3 separate regions of the Mus musculus genome follow, and regions 2 and 3 are each linked to region 1. A link is a contact called in public HiCAR-type and HiChIP or PLAC-seq data. All regions are on one chromosome and are shown on one strand. Each heading gives the region's core, a stretch centred on a gene start, on an enhancer-like site or on the middle of the called end of the contact. The rest is flanking DNA. Distances are from core to core; before and after follow the strand shown.

Region 1 (3,238 bases), core at 454-2,953:
TCTGTCACAAACCCTTTCTCCACTTTCACCAAATTTTTATTGTTTATAACAGAAAATTAAAAGAAAATCTTTGTGTGCACATGTACCATGTATATGTGCGTGAACACATGTGTGTGGAAGTCAAAGGATGACCACGCATGTCAGTTCCCACCTTCACAGAATTTGAGGCAGGGTATCTTGTTTGCTGTGTATGCTAGGCTCGCTGGCCTGCTGGCTTCTGACCTCCCCTTAAGAGCACTGAATTACAAACAACTGTGTATGACTAAGTTAAACTTAAAGAGGGCTCTGGGGATCTGAACTCAGGTCTTGTGTTTGTAGGGCAACCTTTGTCACTGAATGATTACCTCAGCCCCTAAGAACAGAAAGGCTCTTCACTTACTTTTTAACTCTCAGAATTTAGAGGCTTTAAGGATAGCCTCAAAAGTGTCAGTTGGGTGGCCTCTACTTCCTGAAGTTGTCTGCTCCCTTGTCAGGAAACGAAGATACTCATACTGCTTCGTGCTCACCCCTTCACAATTGAATCTATTCCAGTTGCTGTAAAAATATTTCTCTCTGGGCAAATATCTGTGAATATTAAATCTGTACCCTAGGTCCAGACCCAGGTTCCAACAGTTTGTTAAATATCTCCTTACATATCCATTCTTCATAAACTCTCAGCACCCCTGGACATTCAGCTCCCTTCCCATGGCTTTCTATGGCACCCCTTTGCTGTCTATGAATGAAATCGAAGGACCAAGTCTGTCAAGATTTTGTCAAATGCCCCAGGAAACTCCATCTTTTCCTGTCTTCAGTATTGCTTCTGCTTCCGGAAGAACAGCACCTGGCTTGCCTCCCAAGCCCGTGGTGTGTGTTTCCTTTTCATCTGAAGAATCCATATCTGGATCCACTCGGGAGCTCTTTCCTGGTGCCTTCCCATTAGATATACAGCCTCACTTTTGAAACATCACGATACTCATCTTTAATGGGTTATACAGTAATAATTACACACAGCCTGTGCATATTATATGCGTTCGGCTGGACCACGTGGCTTTGTTAGTGATTTTAGCATATGTAGTGCTCTCAGACAGTCTGAGCTAGTGTTGCTTTAGTTCAGAGGCCTAAGCGGGTAAGAAGCAGACTCCCTGAACGAACTCCCTCTAACCAAGCCACTGAAAAGCTCTGAACACTGGGAATTCTAAACGTGCGAATCAAGGTAAGACAGTTGAACCAATACATTAACTGTTATAAAATCTATCTGTCCCTCACGCCAGTTAGTCTTACTGAACAAAAAACAGCCAACTGCTACACGTACCCTCCTTTGTACAGGTGAGGGGATTTAAAATCTAATGGCTCTCATAATAAAGTCTATCTGGATTCAAGAAACAGTTTTAAAACCATTTATTTGTGAAGGAAACAATCTTAGGTTTAGAAGTTGGCAGGAACTGCAAAAGCTTTTTAGTTGACTGAAATTAAAAAAAAAAAAAAATCCAAACACTTCTTAGCACAGGCACTTCCCTTATGAAACAAATTGCCTGAAAGCAAAGCACAGCACTTTGTGCACAATGGGTGTGAGTCCTCCTGCCACCAAAGGGGGCAGGCGGGGGGGGGGGGGGAGATAGCAGAATCATTTGCATTTCTATAGTTTCTTTGTATACCCACATTCCAAAAGCATTTCACAAAGCAGCAAATACGTCAGCGCACTGCCTGGCCTGGGCAGTCAGAAGCTCCGAGTACAGCACAGGTCCCCACCCTGCTGTGAACCAGGGTGCAATACCACCCTACACAGAGTGGAGGGGACGCGCTTTTCCCTGCTTCTAATCACTTGAGTAAATGTGGTTCATATTTGCCGGACTTCCCTCCAAAACACTCACTGTTCTCTCATTCTAGGCAAAGGGCCCGTGCATCAATTGCTATCCAGTTCCTTGGATGCCTACAAAACTCATCTCTCCAAATGTACAAGATGCCATAAAGAAGCGGTTTCCACAGCACAGCAGGGGCCAGATACCCAGGAAGTAATAGGCAGGAAAGCAGATCCCCACAGTTTAGTTAGTTCTGTTTCAGGGGCGTCGGCCAGGGGTAACTCCGTCTACGCCCCCGAGATACAAAGATGGACTTTTGCTGTGTGAATTTGATGCTTCCTGTCCTTGGCTCAGAGCCCTCTGCAAATGGGGGCCCTGGGCCAGTGTCTGCTGTAGTCCAGGCAGCAGCTATGAGTGTCCTCCAGGGGTCACAGTTGGGTTGTAAATCCCTCACTAGGCATGGCCTGAGCAGCCTTCTTGGGAACGATTTATTTGAATCCTTCTTCATTACGATTCAAATAGAATAAGGAAGGTAAAAATTGAACAGACCCAGAAATTGTGCCTTCCTGCTCCCTCAGTCAGTAAACATTTATTCACTAAACTGAGCGCGCGCGCCCCTGGCTTCTCTCTCCCGGTCTTGGCTCACCCACACTTGTTCCTCCAGTCCTTCCTGCATACTGTTTTAATGCATAATTAAGAAGGTCAGAATTAATGAAGCCGTGCGGAGTAAAGTTCAAGGAATCCCCAGGTACTATTTATTCTATTAGATCTCAGGCGTGAATGTCAGATTGGCAGCATTAGCTGCAGGGTCTTTGGCCCTGGCTACATCCCAGGGACCACCCACCCAGGGAGACTCACTTGAACCGTCAGGTGATTCGGAAGCTCCTTCCCGGCAAAAATCACACGCAGCTGGTCAGCTGGAACCCCCTGTCGCTTAGCAACCACTTCCTTGAGCTGCAAGATGCTGGTGTCAGAATCGACCTCCACTGGGAAGCCATAGCTGGAGTTGAACCTGACAAACACTAGACAAGACCAGGGGCAGAGAGAGAAGAAAGAATATTACTCCAAACCCTTAATGGCCAGTGAAATGTCTCTGAAGCAGCTTGCCCCTCACCTGCCCTCCAGTGCATGGCATATATTTTCTTCCATTTATCACAGAGCATAAATTTATAGTATAGAGCAGTAGTTAGAAAAAAGACAAAACAAAACAAAACAACAACAACAAAAAAAAAAACAAACAAAACCAAAAACAGTTTCCCCTAGGTGTTTTTCCCTAGGTGTTTTCCTGCTCAGACCCTGGTCAGTGACCTGCAGACTACGGCAGTTTTGTGCCTTTCACAGCCCTCCTGGAACAGAGGGAGTAAAGCGGAGAACTTGCTTGATTGGAATCTCAAGATTCCCATGAGTGTATAGACTATTCTGCTCCAAAAGACTGAACAAATGCTCACTCCCTCCGCAGA
Region 2 (3,238 bases), core at 546-3,045, 1.2 Mb after region 1:
TCCAATAGTTAGTTAACTATCAATAAGTACTGAGAACAAACAAATCTGCCAAATGCATTTGCAAAAAAATAATCAGTACGCGAGTGTGTACGTGTGTACGTGTGCGTGTGCGGTGCGTGCGTGCGTGCGTGCGTGCGTGCGTGTGTGTGTGTGTGTGTGTGTGTGTGTGTGTGTGAAATGAAAAACTAAACCTAAGGTTGGAATAGAAAAACTTTAAAATGAGTTAAAATATCATAAATTTTGGTTAGAAATGATCACACAGGAAAAAAAAAGGTCTGACATGAAAATTGGTTTGGGACTATGATTGAAGGAGTAAGAAGACAATGTGGTGAGTATGTGTGTGAGTGCACACAGGTGTGCATGTGTGTGTGTACATGTGTGTATGTGTGTGCATGTTTCTGTGAGTGTTTGTGGGTTCATGTGTGTATGTATGTGTGTGTATATGTATGTATATGTGTGTCTGTGTGTGTTCCTTTGTGTGCATGTGTATATGTGCATGTGTCTGTACATATGTATAGTGTGTATGTATGCATATATGTATGTACATGTGTGTGTGTATGTGTTATGTTAGCTCCTGAACAGATAGCTGAGTTTATGTGGAGTGAGAAACACCAACCAGAGGTGCCCACAGAGCGATCATGGCAGTACTATGAGCTGTGGGATAATGAGGAATTTTCAACTATTTTCCAAAAAATTATTTAATTTGTATTCACCCAAACATGCATTGCTATAGTAATAAAAAATAGATACTATTTACTAAAGCAAAATAACTTATGTGTTTAAGCAGCAAGAGTCTGTGTACTTTGTGTAGGAAGGGGGTCTCTTTCACTGCCCATTTGTGTCAGATGACTTGCAATTCAGCGAACACAGAGTTCTTTCTAACACACAGGACACCTCCCCAGTGCTTTAGACAGCATCCCTGCACAGGATTTGTCCTCAATGTTCTCTGCCCATTTCTGTGGGTCTGACTTGAGACTAGTCATGGCTTCCTAGGGTCTCGGCTTCGTATATTATTTCTCAGGGCTCAGAAGATGCTGCACAGACGCCTGTGTTCCAGGTGCTTCAGGTATGGGCTGAAGTCCGGAAGATTATGAACGCTCATATTCTCTTGCTGGGGGGAAAGCAGCTGGCAGTATACTCACATCGAGTTCTAGAAATGCCAGAGGGGTGTGGGCCTTACCTAGACCTAACTCTCTTGGCCTGTCCCATGCTGTCTTCGGTTTACTATGGGGGCTTCACCAAGCATAGTCCAGTGTGCGAGCTTTCTGAGCCTCTCACAGTCCAGAAACCCATCGGCTGGGAAGATGGGCAGTGTTTTCCTTCAGGTTCCAGACATAGAGGTTGAAAGTACATTCTCAAACGTCAGGCTTGCATGCTCGTACTGCACTGCAATGCTATCCAAGCAGTCTAGCCCGAGGGCCAATGCCGACCAGAGGGGAGGCTGGGGAGGCAAGCCAAAGGCCCTTCTTGGGTATTCTGTGTATTTTAGCTTGCTTCCTAGCAGGTGGGCAGTGGGGCTGTAGATGTGCTGAAGGATGTGGAGAGGGAACAAACCCCTTCGAGTTCCCATGGCGTTGGCTGTTGAGGACCGGGCTTGGATTCCTTTTCCTTTACAAAACAAATGTTCACCCCACAGTGTCATTGTCCTGGTTCCCAGCTCTTTCCAAAGCCTTCAAAGTCACATTTCGTGCAGTGGCCTTGCCCCCGTGAGGAATCTGGGTCTGTTCTCTTTCTCTTGAGAACATTGCAATGGTAGGATTCTGAGGCACTTGTTTTCTTGTCACGTTCATACCCATGACATCATCTGAGCACAAAGAGGCCTTGTTTGTATGCCAACACAGAGCTGCGGATGCCCACAGCGGTTAGGCTTGGTGGTAGACTTGGAATTAGAGAGCAAAGGGCACATCCACTAACTAACTGCCCAGTGGTGGGTGGGAATTAGGACCCCAGAAGAGGCTGCCACAGAGGTAAGCAGCCCAGAAGTTCTCCTGTGGAAGATGATGCAGGCTGCCAGAAAGCAAACCCAGGAACCATCCTGGCTACACTAACAAGTACAGAAATTCTGACCTAAAAGCAACAACTAATATCCCACTGCGTGACTTCAAATCACATATTTTTTTAAGCAGCAAATTTTAGAAATGTGTCAACAAAAATTCGCCATACCAACCTATTTAAAGAGGAAAATACACCACGCTAACACATTTTAAAAGGACATTTGATAAAAGTTTAGGAGTTCTTAAAAATAACACATTTAAGCAAATCAGAATTAGGAAGAAATAATTTAAATTTGTAAGAGACAATTATTACAAACCAGCAAACCCAGAAGATATTATTGTAAATGGTAAAAGGCTAAATTCATTCCCACTAAAATTATGAACAAGACAAAGGTAATTACTGTCACAATTATCTGATATTTCAGAGGATAAGAAAAGGAAATAATAATTAAAAGGCTGATAAAGAAGAGACAAAATTATTCTTTTTGGCTGTTGATTTGAGTATAAATCTGTAAGATTCAAAATAGTCCAATTTAAAAAGTTATTGCGTTTAATAAATTTGGTAAAGTAATTAGCTGTGACACACGTCCCAATCAATATCTTTCTGTAGCTAGTAGTAACTAGCTAGAAATTAAAATAAGCAAAGCAACCATTCTGTTACACAGTAAAGGCAGTTAACATAAAATATCCATAAATTCAGTTAATCACAAGACCAACTGGGTTGTCAGGAAAGATAACAGACACTTAAAGAAATGAAATAATATCTTCACAAAACAGAAAAATTATTTTTGTATAAAGTTAAAGGTTATTAAAGTGCTGCCCGCCCCAAATTCACAAGCATAATTTTGAAAGCCAATGAAAAAAAAAGCTTTCCCACTCTTGGAAGAATGATTTTTGAAGAATGACAAGGAATGAGCTGAGAGGTGCAAGCCAGACACAGCACAGATACATGCTCTAAAGCCACTGAAATCCAATCAGTATGGCTCTGGGCTACAGGCGACTAGGTCGTCAGAAGCGAATTGAAATCTGACAGGAGAGCCCAGTGTATTGTGGGAGCTTGACAAAGCAGAGCTTAAACTCAGTGAAAAGTGATATCCTATTCTAGAAAAGGCTCTAAAACCCTGACTGCTGCTCTAGGGTAAAATCAGGTTGGTCTCTATCCCACATGATGTGCACATAACTAAATGGGTTGGTGGTGTAAAAGTCGGGGCTGGAACAGGACAGGAGAGAAGTTATGGTAGAAA
Region 3 (3,238 bases), core at 297-2,796, 1.2 Mb after region 1:
CTATTTTGTGGAATAGTTTGAGGAATATTGGCATTCTAAATAATACTTCCCGCCCAAAAGAAACTCCCAAAAACCATCCAACCATCCAACCAATCAAATCAAAACAAAACAAAACAAAAATAAACAAACAAGCAACCAACCCAAAAAACCCCAAAACATAACAAAAACCAACCAAACAAAAGAAATTCTACTATCTTATCCTCTTGGGTGCTGGGATTGTAGGTGTACACAACCATACTTGGATGCTCAGTCTAAAAACTTTCTTCATTCATAACACGCAGGATGGTACACAATTTACAAAGAGGACAGCAGTGAGCTCTTGTAGTGAGTCTGTTTTATCACAGCCCATCCTGTCAGTCAAACCCTCCTGGCAGTACAGAGTTTTATCCTGTATGGCTCTTGGCAGCTGTTGCTGCCTTATGGTGGTAACTGTCCTTAATTCTGAAAGTGTGGATTTGTTTCTGTGTTCGTGAACTTCACAGAAACAGGACTTAGGGTTTCCTCTGTCGTCTTTCTCATGGTTTTGCAGACTCACTCATATCATTGAATACTCCTGTGTTTCCTTTGCACTGCTATCAAGTATTTCACCTGTGACATGCCGTAGTCTTAGGTACATATTTCTGTCTTAACAAATATTTGGGTTGCAGTCTAGTTTTAATTTGTTGTTGAGTAATGCTGCTTGAAGATTCCCGTATAGATCTTTGGATGCATAGAAGTGCGGTTGTATTCATGCATGAAGTGTCATATCTGGTTGATGGGCTAATGGCGTACTGCTTTGACAGTGTTTCAAAGTGGAATAAGTATCTGTGCTAGCCACTTAAGGGTTAAGTTGCTCCACACCGCTACCAAACTTTGGTATAGTGTTTTTAATTTTATGTCTTATGACAGTTATTCAGTAATAGCTTATATTTTTAGTGTATTTCTTCAGAAGTGAAATGCTCATGCACATTTTGTATACTTGTGGGCTGTTTAAAGAGCCTCCTTTGAGAAGTTTCTTGTTTTGTTTCCAGTCTGATGATCTGTCTTTTTCCAACTGATTGTTAAGAGGACTTTAGATCTCATTTAAGCCTTGGCTTTATAAGGATGAAGGGCTCAAGGAGCATCTTATGAGGACACACGAAGTCCTTGGTGATCCCAAGGCCTTACTGGAAGCTTTGTGCAATAGTGATTTAAGCATCCCTCTGGTTGTGGTATGTTCCCTGGCAGTCCCAGGACAAGAACGAATGAGAAAGGAGGTTCAGTGAGATGCTGAGATGCTGCACCCTGACCTCCTTGCTTCCTTTATAGGTGGTAGGAGCTTAGTCTGGGTTCCTGAGTGGGAGGCAGGAGCTGTATGGGAGAGAATGATGAGAGAAATAATGGAGGCCAAGACACGTTTCTGTTCAAGGCCCCCAAGTTTACTAAGAGTCTGTGCTTATAAAGTGGGGAGGCCCATCCCCCCACCAATCTATTCTTGGTGCCTGTTGCCAGCCTGTAGGTGATCTGCTGGGTACTGTCTCCGGAATATCTCTGGACCTCTCAGCAGGTAGCAGTGTCTTGGAGAAAAGCAGCAGCAGGTGACAGAACAATAGAGCCAGCTAAGTCAGAAGGCTCCACCCAGGTGGTCTCATTCTCAGTGGCAGCAAGGTCAAAGCCAGCCTACTCAAGGCTGGGGGAGGCTACAGTCTGTTTGCTTAATTAGGAGTCTTTGTCCTGGTGCTGGAGACATACTTCCATACTTTAGAACATTCAATAATCTTGCTAAGGACTGGAGTTTGGCTCCCAGCACCCATACCAGGCAGCTCACAACCGCCTATAACTCCAGCTTCAGGGAAACCTGATACCTGTATCACGTGTATGTACTCACCCACACATATAGATAATTAAGCATCTTCTAATCTTCAAAAATAGAAAGAGAATGTTTGTCCCATGGGACTAGAGAAATGTCTTCTCGGTTAAAAGCATCTGCTGCTCTGGTGGAGGACTTGCGTTTAGTTCTTGTCATCCGCATGGGTGCTTATAACCATCTGTAATTCCACATCTGATAGCCTGTTCTGGTTTCTGCAGACTCCAAGTGTGTGTGCAATACACAGAAATACATGCAAGCAAACATTAACACACATAACATAAAAAAATAATGAACGTCTGTCTCAGTGATAAGACAGTATTAATGACATCCTGAAACAGCATTTACCAAATAACCTCCATTTGAGTCGCAAGAGTAGGGAGTCAAAAATACCATGTCTGTTGGCAAAGAGGTGGAGATACCCAGAAGTTAAAGGGCATTTGGATGGACCTGTGTCTAAATGAAAGTTTACACTCTTCAACACTTGAGAATTAGTCCTTCATGTATCTACCCTCTTCCTGCCCCATCCCAAAACAGTGTCAGGAACGGCGAAAGCCACTCAATCTTCTAGGCTCTCACTGTGGGAAACTTCTCTCTCCTCATGGTGGCCTGCTCCTTCGTTGCTTCCACTCACTTGATTTTAGATATTTCTTTAGAGGCACAGGGTACTCTGCCACCTTCCTATCTAATGCTATGCTGATCTTTGGAGGTGGTCACCACGCTGTCATGTCTTCCCTTACTTTTCCCTTTAGACTAAAAAGGAAAAGTCTTTTTCTTGGGATAAGCATCTTTAAACAGACGGGAAATAGTACCATGGTCAAAGAATGCGCTAAAATTGAGTAATTCACCAAGGACATTTTCTTGGGCCACGGCACCTGCCATTTCCCCGCTGTGGCTGCCAGAAGGCCCATTGACACCCCAACCTTCCTTACTTCAGGAAACATCCCTTGTTTATGGATCTAGTTCCTTACTGTGTCGCCAATACCTGCTGTAGCCTTTTTTCTAAAATGTTAACAGGATTATTATTATTATTATTATTATTATTATTATTATTATTATTAGCAGTGAGATTTTTTATGTGTGATTCTGGTGAATAGCAAGGATCTGCTCAGATTTCACTCTGGTGTCTCTGAAGAGACAATTTTCCAAACTCTGTGGTATGCCGCTTAGATGAGAGCCCGCCCGTCATTCATAATTTGGTTTTCTAGAACTCAAGAACCTAGTCAGTGCTGTGAGCTTAGAGTGCACTGTGCAGTTGTAAGTTCACGGGGATGGGGAGCTAGGAATATGTGCTGATCCATGGTTAACACGGGGATAGTTCACTTTAGCCTTGGAATTCATCGAGAAGTATTGAGTCACTTATTTCTCGTTATTAATAAAATTTAAATTTCAGAAGTATTACCTTTTATGTCA

What was found. HiCAR-type assays count read pairs that join an accessible place to other places. HiChIP or PLAC-seq counts read pairs in DNA pulled down with a chosen protein or histone mark.
Region 2: a HiCAR-type map of astrocytes shows a contact between it and region 1, with 2.8 times the contacts expected there. The contact joins two enhancer-like sites. A contact is called at or near these places in 1 of 39 promoter capture datasets (frontonasal cranial neural crest), 1 of 115 datasets of contacts at active chromatin or transcription factors (astrocytes) and 2 of 9 other capture datasets (embryonic stem cells and embryonic tail).
Region 3: a contact with region 1 is called in an H3K27ac HiChIP or PLAC-seq map of embryonic stem cells, with 7 times the contacts expected there. The contact joins two enhancer-like sites. A contact is called at or near these places in 1 of 484 Hi-C or Micro-C datasets (embryonic stem cells) and 3 of 115 datasets of contacts at active chromatin or transcription factors (astrocytes and embryonic stem cells).

What each region holds. Positions count from the first base shown.
Region 1 is chr17:11,066,691-11,069,928 of GRCm38.p6, reverse strand. Prkn (parkin RBR E3 ubiquitin protein ligase) reads right to left here. Exons shown (of 12, transcript NM_016694.4): 2 at 2,637-2,800. Among named protein-coding and RNA genes, the nearest start is that of Gm41526, 66 kb to the left of the region's middle. Within about 2 kb of position 1,703, at least 82 of the 459 cell types and tissues checked have an H3K27ac peak or open chromatin away from gene starts, as enhancers often do. A contact at or near this core is called in astrocytes and embryonic stem cells, where this site is marked.
Region 2 is chr17:9,878,303-9,881,540 of GRCm38.p6, reverse strand. The region is part of intron 1 of Gm34799 (a long non-coding RNA gene); the gene reads left to right. Among named protein-coding and RNA genes, the nearest start is that of Gm34799, 27 kb to the left of the region's middle. Within about 2 kb of position 1,795, at least 52 of the 459 cell types and tissues checked have an H3K27ac peak or open chromatin away from gene starts, as enhancers often do. A contact at or near this core is called in astrocytes, where this site is marked.
Region 3 is chr17:9,915,564-9,918,801 of GRCm38.p6, reverse strand. It overlaps a transcript of Gm34799 not described here. Among named protein-coding and RNA genes, the nearest start is that of Gm34799, 10 kb to the right of the region's middle. Within about 2 kb of position 1,546, at least 5 of the 459 cell types and tissues checked have an H3K27ac peak or open chromatin away from gene starts, as enhancers often do. A contact at or near this core is called in embryonic stem cells, where this site is marked.